Regions from separate parts of the Sus scrofa genome. Here region 2 is linked to region 1. The links are chromatin contacts, called in public Hi-C maps. All regions are on one chromosome and are shown on one strand. Each heading gives the region's core, a stretch centred on a gene start, on an enhancer-like site or on the middle of the called end of the contact. The rest is flanking DNA. Distances are from core to core; before and after follow the strand shown. Region 1 has its middle 330 kb from the start of ETS1. Region 2 has its middle 41 kb from the start of ETS1.

What was found. A called contact is a pair of places that touch in the nucleus more often than the background predicts.
Region 2: a Hi-C map of blood shows a contact between it and region 1, with 5 times the contacts expected there. The contact joins two enhancer-like sites. A contact is called at or near these places in 5 of 47 Hi-C or Micro-C datasets (blood, embryonic fibroblasts, fetal skeletal muscle and 2 more).

What each region holds. Positions count from the first base shown.
Region 1 is chr9:55,184,036-55,186,735 of Sscrofa11.1, reverse strand. No RefSeq gene overlaps it. Among named protein-coding and RNA genes, the nearest start is that of ETS1, 330 kb to the left of the region's middle. Within about 2 kb of position 1,250, at least 3 of the 83 cell types and tissues checked have an H3K27ac peak or open chromatin away from gene starts, as enhancers often do.
Region 2 is chr9:55,551,412-55,554,111 of Sscrofa11.1, reverse strand. No RefSeq gene overlaps it. Among named protein-coding and RNA genes, the nearest start is that of ETS1, 41 kb to the right of the region's middle. Within about 2 kb of position 1,396, at least 15 of the 83 cell types and tissues checked have an H3K27ac peak or open chromatin away from gene starts, as enhancers often do.

The sequences.
Region 1 (2,700 bases), core at 1-2,500:
CAACTTAGAACCCAAATAAAAGGCGAAAGATTTATACGATCTGAAGAGAAAACAAAGTATATCAACAAATAAATAGATTACAAGATTGCTGATACATGAACTATTTACATACTATTTCAAGAAAGGTGGGGAAAAACTGTAATGCAATGTATATATCTAGGATAACCTGAGCCCCTTGCTGTACAGTGGGAAAAAAAAAAAAAAAAAAAAAAAAAAGAACCCAGAGTGACCCATACAGGGGGTGGGGTGGTACCCGAGGAAAGGCCATCTATAGTGTCTGTTTAGTAGATAAAGAATGAGGTTTAATTTGAGCTGAGTTCATTTGCATATATTGTACAATTTTCTTCTTGGACATGATGCTTTGATTCTTTTTGGGGGAGGGGGAATTTTGGGGGTGGCTGAAGGGCTGATTTGCACCTATGATCCAAGATGCCTACAACTGTTATTTCATTTGAAGGAGAAAGACAAAAAGGACAGCATTCAAGTGGAGAGAACTTGTTCTCACGTTTCCTCTTGCTGGAACCAATGTCAGTATTCACTACCCTTAGGACATATATTCATTCCATAATGTAAGAAGTTATTATTTAAACCCAAACCCTTGGGTTCTCATTTCCTGGGTACTCTCATGGTGTCTGTGAGAGTTCTTGAGAGACCAGGGACCCTCTTGAAAGAGTCTGTTGCTTTGCAGGAAGCTGAGAACACATTCTCATAACTTCACAGTTTGTTTTGCTCCTGCTGTCGTGACTATTAGAAAATTAGAAAAAGGAGAAAATAAGAACCTGTTCTTGACTGAATTACATGTTTTTTAATTATAAAAATGATAGAAGTTAGTTGTAGGAGAGGGGGGAAAAGCACAATAGCAGGACAGAGAGTACACAGTGAAAGAGCAGGTCTATCTAGATGCTCCCCAAACCCAGTTTTATATATAAATGAGATTATATTATGTATGTATTTCCACTTGCTTCCCCCCCCTGCCACATACCACTTTTAAATACATTCTGATCACTTTTCTATTTCAATACATGTAGGTTTATCTCAAGGTTAGCAGCTCAATAGTTTCATTGTATATTTTTATCATAAACTCAGTAATATATTTAGCCAGCTCTCTAATGCTGGAATCTTTTCCCCTAGTGTTGCTCAATTGCCAAAAATAATTAGTGAATATCCTTCCAGGAGCCTTCAGTGATCAAAGTATGTATAGGGTGATTCCAAATAAAATGAGACAGAAAGCAACAGTGACCAAATGCAAAAGATCTTCTCAACTTGTTTCTGGTGACAATCGGACTAGAAATATGAGTCTGAAGAACATTTAAGTGTATTGTTCCAAAACAAACTTATTATCAGATTTGAAAATGGAATAAGTTTTGTACATGGAGAGAATTCAGATAAATCTCTTGCCCACTAGAAAACTAAAGCAATTGCAGCAGAGAAGACACAACAGAAATAATAAATTGCTAAGCAACAGAGATCCTGTTTACATGCAAATATTGGTAGTAATAACAAAAAAGACACAGAGTGCATGAATAACACAGGAAATATGATCTGAAGGCAAAATCGCCTATAACAAAATATTTGGGTTTTGTTTTGGAATGGTTTGCTTGTCCACAACAAGTCAACAGCTATATTTATATTGACACCACCTGAATTAGTTTGCCCCAAAGTTAACCTGACGTTTTGCCATCTGCTATCAGTCTAAGAAGGAAGTTTATCCTGACGCAGACAAAGACCAAAAAGGTGTTTTTGTTTCAGCTTATCTTTACCAAGGACCTTCACACGAAGGACAGCTTTGTGGTACTTTAGACATTTCTTCTTAACCTAAAATCTAAGGAGCATTGGAGCATTAAATATTTTTCCTGTGATGTTGGCCCTTTAACCTGTACTGGTTTATTCTTTTTCTTAGCATGGACTTTTTAACCTTCCTGGGGAATGCACAGAGGTTGTCACTTATCCTAACTATATTTACATATTAATTTTAGAATAGACCTACTCTCCTGACCTAAGACAACGACTTAGGGCTCTAATATTTAGGATGCTGCTGCTACTGATAAAAAACGTTACAGGAACATTGATGCATCATAATATCCAATCCCTTCTCAGTGTGAAACTTTGAGGTTAGTAGGTCCTGACTCAATTCATATCAGACATTTTTAACAGTATATCTTGTTCTCCACCCCACTCACCCTAATGAAAACTTCTTGAAGGAAAAGAAGATAACTTTTTTTCTTATCTTAAGAAAATATTTTAATCTATTTTATTGCCATACTTCTAAATTACTGGTGCATGAAAAATATTCATTGGCTAAATCCTCAGATTGTTGACTCATCTCCTAGTGCACTAAATACACCAAGTCTCATTCATAGATACATTCATATACTCAGTAATGACTTATTGACTACCTACTATGTGCCAGACAACGTGTGAGCAGTTGCTGGCCCATGAATGTAAGATCGTATTGGAGAGGACAGACAACCAACCAATTATCATCCAGGAAGGGGTGTTCATGACAAGGGACAAGGGAAGCACACAGTAAACATCTCAGGAAGAAAGAGCTGTTTTGGCCAAAAGCAGGGTTAAGTCTGCGTTGTTGCCATAAAAAGGGTGAGAGCACATGGAGGAGGAAGGCAGCAATTCTGCAGACACATTTCAGGGGAAAGTGCAGAGTCCAAAGAATGAGAGAGCGTGACAGGGCTGGAAAACAGA
Region 2 (2,700 bases), core at 147-2,646, 370 kb before region 1:
AACAGAGTATTAGAAGAAAGTGGAAGCCGGAGGGGAAAGGGACCACGGTGGCCTGTAGTGAGCTGGGGCTGGGGCCAGATGGGACCCCTCTAAGGATGCTGAGCAGGGCGAAGAGTAAAGGGTCTGGTGGATCCGCTTTTGGAAGGACTCAGCGCAACTCCCTCCCACTTGTATCCTGTTCTTTATTTCCTCGCCTCTCCTTCCAGAGAGAGAATCCATGAGACTCAGTCAGCACCTGCTCATTAGAGTGCCTACTGTATACAAGGCACTAGGAGGTACAGAACTATGCCCTGTTCTCAGGAGCGTAGGCTCGGGAGGGGTGAGTAATAGATTCCTACCCAGACCCACTTCTTTAACCACACTGAGTGAAGGCTGTGCCGTGCTTCAGGGCAGGACCTCCATGTCATGGCATCGGGTGGTGACAGCGGCTGCTGTTCAGGAGTATGCAGAGTCGGGGGCACCTGTGGAACCCATGCTATTCTCTGCAGAGCCATCAGGAAGGCCTGACCCCGAGCCTGGTCCAAGCTGACCCACCAGTGCTTCCCAAGGTCATGGTGACCTCCCTCCGCTCTGCCAGTGGGACCTGCGGTCTGACCCTAGGTTTACGGACACATTCAGATGGCAAATTGAAACAGGGTCTTGTGGAGTTCCTGTCATGGCTCCATGGAAATGAATCTGACTAGCATTCATGAGGTCGTGGGTTGGATCCCTGGCCTTGCTCAGTGGGTTAAGGATCCGGCATTGCCGTGAGCTGTGGTGTAGGTCACAGGTGCAGCTTGGATCCCGAGTTGCTGTGGCTGTGGTGTAGGCCGGCAGCTACAGCTCCGATTGGATCCATAGCCTGGGAACCCCCATATGCCACAGGTGCAGCCCTAAAAAGACCAAAAAAAGAAAGAAAGAAAGAAAGAAAGAAAGAAAGAAAGAAAGAAAGAAAGAAAGAAAGAAAGAAAGAAAGAAAGAAAGAAAGAAAGAAAAAGAATCTGGGTCTAGTCCAGAAAGTCCAGGAGGGCCATTGCCCTGCTGACCCCACAGTGCACTTTGGCCCCCCAACCCCTGCTCAGGACCCTTCTCTGTGATTAAATGGAGAACAAGCAGCAAGGAAGCCAGCTCCCAGCAGGGAGCATGTGCCTCTGTCACCCTCTTTCAGAACCACTTTCTTTGTTCGGTGCCCAGAAAAGGCGACCTGGGCGGGCAGAGGCTGACCCTGCCTGGCCTCCACCCTTCTGGAAGCACAGCCCACCTGGCTTCAAAACTTTCTTGTCCAGGTCTGATTCTTTCTCTCCAGCCGGGTTCTGCTGGTGTCTGGAGAAGACTTTTGTCAAAGCTGACTGGCGCCCAGAACACTCTCTGAGTGACTACGCATCTCTTTTCTTGAAAAACAGGAAGTCACCCCAGGCCAGTGTTAAGTCAGCCCCAAACCCAGAGGTTTAGATCTCAGTAGCGCGCAGAAAGTGTAAAACTTGGCAAGTTAGCCGTGTTATCATCCTCTTTCAGATGCCTGGGTTTTTCTCCCTGCCCTCGCCCCCAGCTTCCCTGTCCGATGTGGGCTTCCTGGGTGACACCGGGAGGAAGACACAGTGGTGGGAGGCAGGGACCCTCCCAGGGCTTGGAGACCCGCTGGTTCAGCAGGTGGAATAGAGGACAAGGCCTCAGATCACGAAACCCATTTGTGCTGGTCTGTTATGCGGTTGGTCCTGCAGCCTCAGAGCCAAAGGGTTACATTCATATTTCATCATCAAGAATGAAAATCCTCTAAACTCAGGTATCAGTATCACTTTTTAGGAAGAATGCTTTGAACTTCCAAATCCTAAAGCTGTTCGTATTATTTTGGGGAACGATCAAGCCACGCACAGGAAGACGCAGGTTGTGGGTGATCAAGAGGCGTAGAAAGCAAGCAACGGGAGTCAACCCCAGGGAGTCAACCCCAGGGAGTCAGCCACGGGGCACGTGGGACTACATTCAGGTCAAGAGGGAACCCTCCGCGTGAGACGAGCCTGGGCCTGGGTTCCTCCGCGTCGGTCGGATGACGAGGTCCAGCCCATGCGTGGGTACCTGGTGTGGTCCTCCCCCCCGGCCCAGGTTCCCTCCTCCTCCTCCTTCTCGCCTTCCAATCCTCTTCGTTCCGCTCACTCTCCCTCTCCTAAACCGGATCTCCTTTCCATGGGAATAAGCCACTATAGGTCTGAGCGCTGGCCTAAATAACGCCGACAAGCTACCTCTTCCACCTCCCCTCCATGGGATTACCAGCTGCAAGGTGACGTTGTAACACGGACAGGACTCCAGAGATGACACTGGTTGCCAGGGGCAGAAAGGGAAGAGTTTAAGCCAAGACCCAAGGAGCCCAAGAAAGGGATGTTGTGGGCGGGATTCGTGCTGGGTCATCTCCAAGGACTGTTCCCGTCCCCGGGGTCCTCTGAGAGATATCCTGGGGAGCAGACACCTCCCACACCAATGCCCCGGCTTTCTCCTGCCACCTCTTCTGCTCCAGGGCCATCTCTGCCCACCCGGTGCTCTCCTCCAACCCCACCCCACGCCCCTCCAACATACACACTCTGCTCCCCGCCCCCCGTGTGTCATCTTGGAAACAAGCGTGCGTAGATGACTCCAGACGCCTCCCGGCTCTCGTGTGTGCTTTGTGGCCAGGAAGAGGGTTCCCCGGGTGGGTCCCACCACTCCTCTGTGAGAGAAGTTGAGAAAGTT